Linked DNA regions of Zea mays: region 2 is linked to region 1. A link is a contact called in public Hi-C data. All regions are on one chromosome and are shown on one strand. The core of a region is the stretch at or near the end of the contact, and the rest is flanking DNA. Distances in the headings are between cores, read along the strand shown.

What was found. A called contact is a pair of places that touch in the nucleus more often than the background predicts.
Region 2: a contact with region 1 is called in a Hi-C map of leaf, with 8 times the contacts expected there. The contact joins the promoter of LOC100277194 here to the promoter of LOC109941983 in region 1. A contact is called at or near these places in 3 of 25 Hi-C or Micro-C datasets (leaf and tassel).

What each region holds. Positions count from the first base shown.
Region 1 is chr8:18,165,014-18,170,907 of Zm-B73-REFERENCE-NAM-5.0, forward strand. LOC109941983 (ABC transporter C family member 3) reads left to right here and starts at 1,651. Exons shown (of 10, transcript XM_020543288.2): 1 at 1,651-4,244; 2 at 4,336-4,422; 3 at 4,504-5,133; 4 at 5,218-5,382; 5 at 5,462-5,756; 6 at 5,865-5,894. The coding sequence starts at 1,818.
Region 2 is chr8:17,926,986-17,932,306 of Zm-B73-REFERENCE-NAM-5.0, forward strand. LOC100277194 (DUF4050 family protein) reads right to left here and starts at 3,682. Exons shown (of 5, transcript NR_176298.1): 1 at 3,404-3,682; 2 at 2,573-2,795; 3 at 1,766-1,856; 4 at 706-772; 5 at 215-631.

The DNA of each region.
Region 1 (5,894 bases), core at 401-2,900:
CTCTCTTATACTCTTTAACTGGGCTATTTGACTTTAAACATCGGTTTTTTTGAGTTTTAAAAAATTACTATCATATTCGTAGTTTCGTAATACACATTGTTATCTGCTAATTAAGCTCTAAAATGATTAATTTCGCAATTATTTATCACCGATTGGTGGAGAGGGAGACATAGTGTGTTTGGTTTGATGTCAAAGTAGGATAAGTCGGGGTGTGATATCGGGCCTGTTTGGTTCAGCTTTTTTCTGACCAGCTTTTCTGAGAATCTGGCTGTGGAGAGAATCTAGCTGTGGGAAGAATCTGAGTATTGTGTGGATTACGTGCGGAGGAAGATGAAGTGGTCCAAAGAGTTCAGGATCTAGAAAGCAACAGATTCCTACTATCATGACGATTCGACCGATTTTGTGTTCATATTGATTTTGAACGGTTTTTACCAAAACGATTTTTATAGAAGCTGGCTGAAAAGCTGGGACGTTTGGCGATCTGCAGCAGCTTTTGGTGGCAAGAAGCTGGAAAAAGCCCAAACAAACAGGGGCATCATCCTCTCAATTTTTTGGAATCACGTTGTCACAAAAAATTACTCCGGTGTTTACCCGACTCTCATCAAAACACTATAGAAAATGTGGTTAGCCTCATTCCATCCCTGCTTGTACATTCAAACAACACACACTAGAGCTCCGCTTCTCCAAGGGGGAATTCTCCCGAGGGGGGCACCGTTGGAGCTGGCCAGCCGGGGCACCTCAGAGCCGACAGGGGGAAGGGAGCGTTGTTGGAGTCCACCGTATTGTTTTAGTTTCTGACCATCAGAAACTGCTGCAGACTGTCAAATACTCAACTTTTTGTATGCTTCTATAGAAAACACTGTAGTTAAAACTGTTAAAAATCAACGTGAACACAAAATCGGTCGCGTCGTTGCGATAGTAAGAAACCATCACTTTTGTAGATCGTAAACCCTATTGATTATTTTATCTTTCTCCGCACGTAATCTCCATTATACTTAAGTTATCTTCATAACCAGGCTCTTTCCACAAACAGATTCTCAGAAAATAAAAGTGAACAAACATGCCCAACATATCAAGCGTAAAACTATCTACAGTTCTAACATTCTAAAATTAACTCATGTTCATTCGAATTCTTAATCTAGTGCAGTCTCACCAACCAAATCTGCAGGCTGTCAAGGGTTCTTTATAAAATGTTTAAGTCAGTAGACTATAATGGTTCTAAACACGACGTAATGTGCATACGTTAATTTAGTAGGTTAGCGCTGCAAGTAGTTTTCCCGTAGGCAATGCCTGCAGTTGATCCCGTCCCGTCAACTGCCCTCTCGGCCATGGCGCTACCTTCCGCGGAGAAGCGCGCAGAAGATCTCTCTGGCCGGGAGCCGTGCAGCAACAAATCCAAAAGCCCTCCGTTCCTCGTAAACAAAACGCACGCATCGGCGTAATTAACGATTCTTACCGCACTCTGTTAACAGCTAGCAGCGCACAACCGCGCCACGTCGTGACGCCGTAGGAGGTTTACTGCCCAGTGCCCACAGCCGATGCGGTCAGGCACGCGGCGCCGTTCGGTTTTTTCGCGCGGGGTGCCGGCCTGCGGGGTTGGGGTGTGCGACGGGGACTGGGGAGACGGAGGGGGACGGTTCCTTGGACTCCAAGGAGCCCAGAGGCGCGCGCGGCAGCCGTCTTTGACCGCCACCGCGGGGCGTCGCCGTGAGGAGGGTTTGGGGCCGCTGACGCCCGCGGCCCGCGGCGACGTCTCGCCTATATAAACCCATACTCGCCCGTCCCTCCTCACTCACCCAAGCCACACCCGACGCCAGATGCCCGCGTCCACGGCCGCGCCGCCTCACGCGGCGCTCGCGATGGCGGCGACACCGGCGCGCGAGGGCCCCCTCCTCTACTCTCTCTTCCCCCTGGAGCCGCTCATCCTCCACGGCGTGGGCGCCGCGGTCCACGTCCTCCTCGCGCTCGCCGTCGCGGGGCGGTTCCTGTTTCACCGCTGCGGCCTCTCCGGCGCCGGCCGCGCCAAGGACGGGGAGGCGCGCGGATGCGGCCCCCGCGGCGGGGGCCAGTTCCGGTGCCGCGTCGTCGCGGTCTGCGCCACGTGGGCCGTGGCGGCGGCCGAGGTCCTGCTCGCGGCCTACTCGTGCTACCTGGGCAGCAGCGCCGGGTGGTCGCGTGAAACGGCGGTGGGCCTCGCGGACGCGGCCGCGCGCGCGGTGGCGTGGCTGCTGCTCGCTGCGTACCTGCAGTTCGACTTCGGGCAGCGGCGCGAGGGGCGGTTCCCGGCGCCTCTCAGGCTCTGGTGGGCGTTCTTCCTCCTGCTCTCCCTCCTGGCGGTGGCCGACCACGTGGCGACCAGGCTCGACGGGCTCCTGGTACCGGCGCTCTCGTGGGCGTTCGACGCCGTCTCGGTTGCTGCTGCCGTGGTTCTGCTCTGCGCTGGGCTCGTAGGCCGGAGGGAGGGAGGCGGCTCTGCGGCCGAGGAGCCTCTGCTCAACGGCACGCATGAGTCTGCCGACGGTAGCGGCCGCGGCGACGCCGAGGCGTCCAGGTTCACCGGCGCCGGCTTTTTCAGCTTGCTCACCTTCTCGTGGATGGGCCCCCTTCTCGCGGTCGGCCACAAGAAGACCCTCGGCCTGGACGACGTCCCGGGGCTCGACCCCGGCGACAGCATCTCCAGCCTGCTCCCGATGTTCAAGGTCAACCTAGAGGCGGTGGCCGGCGACGTCTCCGGCTCTGGCCGGAAGGCCGTCACGGCGTTCAAGCTCACTAAGGCCCTGTTGCGCACCGTGTGGTGGCACGTCGCGGTGACCGCGTTCTACGCGCTGGTCTACAATGTCGCCACCTACGTCGGCCCGTACCTCATCGACTCCCTGGTGCAGTACCTCAACGGCGACGAGAGGTATGCGAGCAAGGGGCAGCTCCTTGTCCTCGCGTTCATTGTCGCCAAGGTGTTCGAGTGCGTGTCGCAGCGCCACTGGTTCTTCCGGCTGCAGCAGGCGGGGATACGCGCGCGTTCCGCGCTTGTTGCCGTCGTGTACCAGAAGGGCATCGCGTTGTCAAGCCAGTCGAGGCAGAGCCGCACGAGCGGCGAGATGATCAACATCATCAGCGTCGACGCCGACCGCGTCGGGATCTTCTCATGGTACATGCACGACCTCTGGCTGGTACCGCTGCAAGTCGGCATGGCGTTGTTCATTCTGTACTCCACCCTCGGGCTTGCTTCGCTCGCCGCACTTGGCGCCACCGTGGTCGTCATGCTTGCCAATGTGCCTCCTGGGCGGATGCAGGAGAAGTTCCAGCAGAAGCTCATGGACTGCAAGGATGTCAGGATGAAGGCAACGTCCGAGATCCTGCGCAACATGCGGATTCTGAAACTGCAGGGGTGGGAGATGAAGTTCTTGTCCAAGATCATTGAGCTGAGGAAGACAGAGACAAATTGGCTAAAGAAATACCTCTACACATCGACTTTGGTTACCTTTGTGTTCTGGGGGGCCCCGACTTTTGTCGCTGTGGTGACCTTTGGGGCGTGCATGCTCATGGGGATTCCATTGGAGTCAGGGAAAGTTCTTTCTGCACTGGCCACGTTCCGTGTGCTGCAGGAGCCAATATACAACCTTCCTGACACAATCTCAATGGTGATCCAGACCAAGGTGTCTCTTGACAGGATAGCATCGTTCCTATGTCTCGAGGAATTGCCGACTGATGCTGTTCAAAGGTTGCCAAATGACAGTTCAGATGTTGCAATTGCAGTCAGCAACGGATGCTTCTCCTGGGAGGCCTCGCCGGAATTGCCAACGCTGAAGGGCCTGAACTTCCAAGCTCAGCGAGGCATGCGTGTTGCAGTTTGTGGGACAGTGGGCTCTGGTAAATCGAGCTTGCTATCTTGCATTCTTGGTGAGATCCCAAAGTTATCAGGAGAGGTTAAAATTTGCGGGACGACAGCTTATGTGAGCCAGTCAGCATGGATACAGAGTGGTAAAATTCAGGACAACATATTGTTTGGCAAGGAGATGGACAGGGACAAATATGAAAGAGTCCTTGAGTCGTGTTCACTGAAGAAAGACTTGGAGATCTTGCCTTTCGGTGACCAGACTGTCATTGGAGAGCGAGGGATCAACCTAAGTGGCGGGCAGAAGCAAAGGATTCAGATAGCCCGTGCTTTGTACCAAGAAGCAGACATCTATCTGTTCGATGACCCATTCAGTGCTGTTGATGCCCATACTGGATCCCACCTTTTCAAGGTACACGATCTGTTATGCTTAAGCTCAACGTTTTATGTTTAGTAGAAGTTTCAAAGACACTGCTAACTTTGGTGCCTGCTAATTTTTGCAGGAATGCTTGCTTGGGGCTTTGTCTTCAAAAACAGTAGTTTATGTTACTCATCAGATTGAATTTCTACCGGCAGCTGATCTCATTTTGGTGAGAATTTTATTTGAAAACTTCCATACACAATTCATTGCAATAAAACGAATGCCTTTCCTTACTAGGACTGTATTGCAGGTCATGAAAGATGGTAAAATAGCACAGGCAGGAAAATACAATGAAATTCTTGATTCAGGAGACGAGTTCATGGAGTTAGTTGGTGCACACAAGGATGCTCTCGCAGAATTGGACACAATAGGTGCTGCAAACAGAAGCAACGAGGGATCCCCTTCCAGAGGTACAGCAAAACTTACCAGATCTCTATCATCAGCTGAAAAGAAAGATAAACAGGACGAAGGGAACAATCAGAGTGGACAGCTGGTGCAGGAGGAAGAAAGAGAGAAAGGCAAGGTTGGGTTTTGGGTCTACTGGAAATACCTCACCTTAGCTTATAAGGGTGCACTCGTACCGCTAGTGTTGCTTGCACAGCTACTTTTCCAAGTCCTACAAATTGGGAGCAATTACTGGATGGCTTGGGCTGCTCCCGTTTCAAAGGACGTTGAGCCTCCAGTGAGCATGTCAACACTGATATATGTCTATATCGCGTTGGCTGTTGGAAGCTCCTTCTGCGTCCTCCTAAGAGCGTTGTTTCTTGTAACAGCCTCATATAAGACAGCGACTCTATTATTCGACAAGATGCACATGTCCATATTCAGAGCTGCTATGTCTTTCTTTGATTCCACTCCGAGTGGACGCATCCTGAACAGAGTAAGTGATCTTCATGTGAACAAATTTTGCAGGTTCTGCTTATTTTCTTAGACTATGCTAACAGATGTGGTTGAAACGTTTCAGGCTTCCACTGACCAAAGTGAGGTGGACACTGGCATCGCATACCAGATGGGTTCTGTTGCATTTGCTGTCATACAACTTGTTGGAATCATTGCCGTGATGTCTCAGGTTGCATGGCAGGTGTTCGTTGTTTTCATTCCCGTGGCTGCTACGTGTTTCTGGTATCAGGTACGATTTGCTACCATTATATGCTAGCTCCTCATAGAACTAGTCATAGGTAATCTAATTAGACATGCCCCTTTTGCAGCGATACTACATTGATACCGCCAGGGAGATGCAAAGGCTAGTAGGTGTCTGCAAAGCTCCTATCATACAGCATTTTGCCGAATCAATAACAGGATCGACTACCATCAGAAGTTTTGGCAAGGAAGATCAGTTTGTATCAGCAAATAGCCATCTAATGGATGCCTACTCCAGACCGAAATTCTACAACGCTGGAGCGATGGAATGGCTTTGCTTTCGCCTGGATGTGCTGTCATCCCTTACATTTGCGTTCTCTTTGATATTCTTGATCAATCTACCCCCGGGTTTCATCGATCCAGGTACCGCATCAGTTCTGAATAGTTTTTGTCGTCCCACTCAATTGTTTGTTGGTAAAAAACGGTCTGAGTTGAAGCGAGCTTGAAACAAACATTGCATCCTGCTTTCAGGGATTGCTGGTCTTGCAGTCACATATGGGC
Region 2 (5,321 bases), core at 2,432-4,931, 240 kb before region 1:
AAATTTATTAGATAAGATTCAAATATAGTTAGTGTGCTAATATAAACACGTGGGCCCCACTTTAAGTGTACATGTTACACTCAGCGATTAATTTCCTTTCAAACCAATATATACGTATACTACAACACACTCATAGGTTAAGCCCATTCAAACCTCCCAAAAAAGTCAATACTAACCCATCAACTTAATTTTCTATTAAACCTAATCCACCCCAGCTCGCTTAGTAAATCAACCCATTTCTACCCAACCAAAATGCAACCACATGAAAACACAGCCCTTTAAACTCATTTCAATCCAAACCCATCAGCAGGCCTAATCCACTTTTGTCACAACTCAACCTCACACACCTTTCTTTGACAAATTAAACAAAGCCACTATTAGTATCAGGACTTCTTACAAGCTTACAACCACAGCTCTGTATTCTGCAAGTACAGCAGGCCTCCATTGACAAAAAACAAGTATGACAGGCCAACTCATCACCACATCCCAAGCCTACACCCTCTATGTCATTCTTTTTCCCCTCTCTTGAGGAACAACTATGTGTTATCCCAGATGTTATCCCATGAAATCATTTGCGCTAGTCATACAGCCCCTCCTGCTCCCAGATGTCCACAAGGAAATCGACCATCTCCTGCAATGTCATGACCCATGTTTGAGCGTGCATTCCTTGCAAGAAATTCTAGACTGAAATGTGTTAGATCTTACATGAAGAGGAATGGGTTGAGGAAATGGCTTATTTGATCCAAGCAGACTCTCATATGCTGCATTCCAACTGCATATGGAAATATAGATTTTTTAGCACAATCACAGAAATCTCCAGTCAATAAGATAGCATTCCTTAAAGCTTCTTGGGGTTGCACAAACGAAATACACAATCAGAAGCAAAATAAGATATCAGCATATTATGCAGAATGGAATAAAAACCTTGTATCTATTTCACCGGAAACAAATTGTAGAGAAATAAGACTGACTGTCCGTTTTCTTATTCAATTAACATCATAGCTGGTTCACTGCATTGTTCTTGTAAAATGAGCAGCTGCCATCAAATTTGATTCAAAGGTACGCTATTTGTTGCTTATGGAAGTTTCTTAGACAATATGTTGTAGAACTTACAGGTCACATGAGATATAACCATTTACAGTATGCATGACCAAGCTCAATATAACCTTATCAGATATTGTTTTACAATCACTTAATCACTTCCTAATCCCTACAATTAAAATAGGTGTAGAAGTGTTCCCAATGACGCTAGTGAGGATGATGAGCAAATATTGTGAAATCGTAGGGAGTGCATGAAAGAACATATTGGGCTTGAGCAACATATAGTGCACAACATGAATGAAGTGATAAATTAGACTAACAGCACACAATTGGAAGATTCAGTAGAAACTGAAACCATCAAAGCCAATACAGCTGATATCACCTGGATAAGAACAGGTCCATCACAATAATTTCAAACTTCAGGAGAACAAAATTATGCCTCTAAATATAAACTAAATTATAGATGAAAATATTTATGTTTCCATAAGAATGCAGACAAAATTGTTACTGAAAGCTAAAATGATGATAGACGAACATGTTATTCTGAGGTTTGATCTGAAAAGCTGGTGATCCCAGCATAACCCTTTGCTTTTAATATGAAGAAGGGCCAAAGTGCATTTGGTAAAATAAATGTACTTTATAGAATACATACTTGTCTGACAGAAACGTGATATGGGTAAAGGTAAACTTTTTGGGTTCTGGTTGTCATTTCATTCACTCATACCTCAATACTGGTTCACGAACCTGCTTCACCTTCAGCCGCAGACTTCTAGTTTCAGTCCACTCCTGCCTTGTATGTTCCCACAGAACAAGTCCTGCAACAATATTTTGAACTTCAGACAATCTTACTAAGGTTGTTCACAATAGGTATACCAATGTGCCGATTTCACATGTTATCTAACACAAACATCAGCATATCCATCCGGCAATAGTTTCCATACTCAAAAGTCAAAACTTCTTCACCCATTCTTTAGATAAACAAAAATGATTAGAAGATGTGATGTTCACCGAAGAACATGGGCACCTTAGCTGGCTGAAGGTGCCAAACTCTGGTGGATAGAGAGGTCAAGTAGCCTCCCCACCACCAGGGCACTGCCTTTTCTGCCTACTCAAGTTCCTTACATGCCAATCTAGTAGCCAAATGTACCAGATGTTATGAGATGACAGAACAAAACTGTGGTTTCAAATCTTCGAAATAAATTTCTGATTAAAACCATGGAAAACTAAGACATGATATTATAGTACACCAAATGTAAGTCTTGGTACCAAGTACCAACAATAGTTAGATCATGACACAATTCAAATAAATATTGAGATTTATGCCAAGCAATAATACTTTTAAGATCAACATATCAAGTGGAGATAAACTTCTCATTACAACCACGGAAAAACTAAGACTGACATTCTTTTCCTCAGCTCAGAGAAGCTAGGACAAAATCAAGGTTAAGGTTGTAGTAAATGAGACAATATGTCGATCCAGTGAAAACACCCTAGTTTAGCAGACCTTAAAAAACGATTCAGAGTGACCTACCATTATTACCAAGTCCAGGAAGGTTATGACTGCTACCAGTTCCAGAGGCCAAGTTAGATGTATTGACTGAAGTAACACCACTGAGATCTGCTGGTTCAACCTCGATGGTGGTTGTGCTCCAAAATGGCTCTCCAATGGTAATTTGGTCCTGGGTGATCAAGTTTCTGGACAGTTCACCCAGTTGCTTTACAGTCTTATCGCAGCAACCAAAACAGCCTCTGCTCTGTTCGGAAGGAGTTTGATCATGTAGACAATTAGCATAAGTAGATAAAAAAAACAAGTAAAGGTACCCGAATATGAAACTGAAACAGATGGCAGACATGCCACAATCTAGAGGCAGACAAGGTCACCTCCGACTTTCGGCAGTGGGTGAAACACCCAGAGCACGGCGACATCCTAACATCTATTCCCACATAAAGTAGGCACACCTAGGCTGAAGGCTGCAAAACTGCAGACATCTGATCAGTAGTCGCTAAATCTGGTAACGCCACTACCTTGCGCGCGCTTCGTCTTGAAAAACGATGTGAATTGAGTTCCAGCATCTAATAAGTCGAACTCGTATACAGATGCCCGGAACGCCCTGCCGCTCGCAACGGCGCGATTCCATATTTCCATCTATGTCGCACTCTACTCTACAGCGTATATGTCAATCTCCCAGAATCCACAACCGCGCACCCGGCATAAGCAGCTGGCTTCACCCGCGGTCGCGGCAGTTCAACCCCTCCTACGGTTGGTTCTGTCACAGGCGGCGCAGGTCGCACTCGATTGACCAGATGTGGGAAGCTAGCGAGGGAGGAAGAGGGGAGAGGAACATGAGCGAAGCGGACCCACCCGGAGCAGAGGAAGAGGCAGGCGGAGGAGAGGAGCCGCGGGATGGCGCCCCAGTCCCAGCCCTCGCCCAGGTCGACGTCCCCGTCACCGACCCTCGACGCCGATCCGCCGCCGGCGCCACGGTCGCGCGTGGTCGTCATGCCGCACACAACCTACCCCACTCGGTCACTCGCCGGATTGATTGACTCGGTCGGTGCAGTTGGTTCCGTTGTTCGGGACGCGCCTTGCCTCGCCTCGCCTGGGTGCGGCGGCCAGCGGGGGTGGGTAGGCACCGACCCGATCGGACTGGGGCCCGAGAGCGAGAGCGAGCGGGTCGCGTCGTGATCTTTTCTTTTGGTGGGCCTGCAGTGGGGGCCTGGGGGGATAAGGTAGAGTAAAGGAGAGGAGCGGAGAGAATCGGAAAATCTGCGGTCATCTTCTCACAGCGCGTCGTGACGTGGCCTGGCTCTTGGACGTCCACCACGGTCTCTCGCGGACGCTTCATGTGGTGGGCTCAGGCTGTCTCTATTCTTGTTAGTTGTGTGCGCGTTAGTTACCTCTAGTTTCATCTTAATCCCCTCCTACCCCTTTATAATCAAATAAAAAGTTCTTAAAGCTAATTTGAAAACATAAATCCGCTCTAATATTTCCATTGATTGATGAGTGCGAAAATAAGCTAATTTTCTACTCAATATCCAAGAACCTCGAAGATGATTTAAGTTTCCAAACTAATCTTTAGGTAAAGGTGAAACAAAAGAAAAAATATAGGAAAGAGGAGGACTTAATGATTATTCGTTCGTCGGAACCAGAAGTTAAAATTGCTGTGGATAGGGATCCTATAAAAACATCTTTTGAGGAATAGGCCAGACCCGGACATTTCTCAAGAACAATAGCTAAGGGCCCCGATACTACCACTTGGATCTGGAATCCAAAAGCTAAAGAGAAGGTCAGATCCAAGGACATGGATTTGTAGAACGGCTTCCAATAACCGATCATCTAGATGAGATTAGACCTGAGTGAGCAGACTTCTCTGTATATGAGTCGCCTTCCGAGATGGTATTGCCTTGACTCATTCCTTGAATTGACAAGAGAAGTATTTCTAGCCTCTAGTGGCACATGTTCCTTCCTCACGGATATGAGAGACGGTAAGTGCAACTCGAAAGTGTGCTAGCTGTTGTGCTAATTCTTGCTGAGTAGCTGGTTGAAGCCCAGAAGTGGAGGCGAGCCCAGTTCAATCGTGAAGTTCCTCCTTTCGTGGCTTGTCGGCATCATAAGTAAATGAGAGATGATTTCCGAGTGACTGGTGGAAAGGGAAGAACCCCTTTGGTTTGTAAGAAAGCTCTATAGGAAAAACATAGGAGACTCACCCTTTTGTGGCTAGTTTGACAATTTAAATTTCCTCCGATATTCTTAGGATTGAATGGAAAATTAGTTTATATTTCTCTCAATCCACGAGAATCCTAGAGGGATTTAAGTTTCCAAACCAATCCTTGGAGCGAAGGTGAACAGAGAAAAAATATAGTAACGTCGTTTGGTTTGTAGAAAAAGGTCCCTAGGAAAAACATAGGGAAAGTTCATACTTGGCTACACCCTTAGTTCTAAAATGTTTTAGTTTTGGATACAAGAATTTTAAATAAGTACAACGTATGGTGTACATAAAATAAGAAAGAGAAAAAACAGAGATAGAGATGTATTGTGTATCAAAAAAATCAATGTATTGAGAAGTGGTAATAACAACTATTATAGGTCAAAATTTGAATCATCTGACGTCAACTATTTTAGATCGGAGATATAAAAAACACGAGAAACTTTCTATCCATTCCGACCTTAACTTTTACTGAATGGGGATGAGAGGATGAGTTAGGTTCCCAAATGATAGATTGGCAGGTGGGACCTAGGTTCCTTGATCCTTGAAATGATTTGCCAATGACCTCACTCG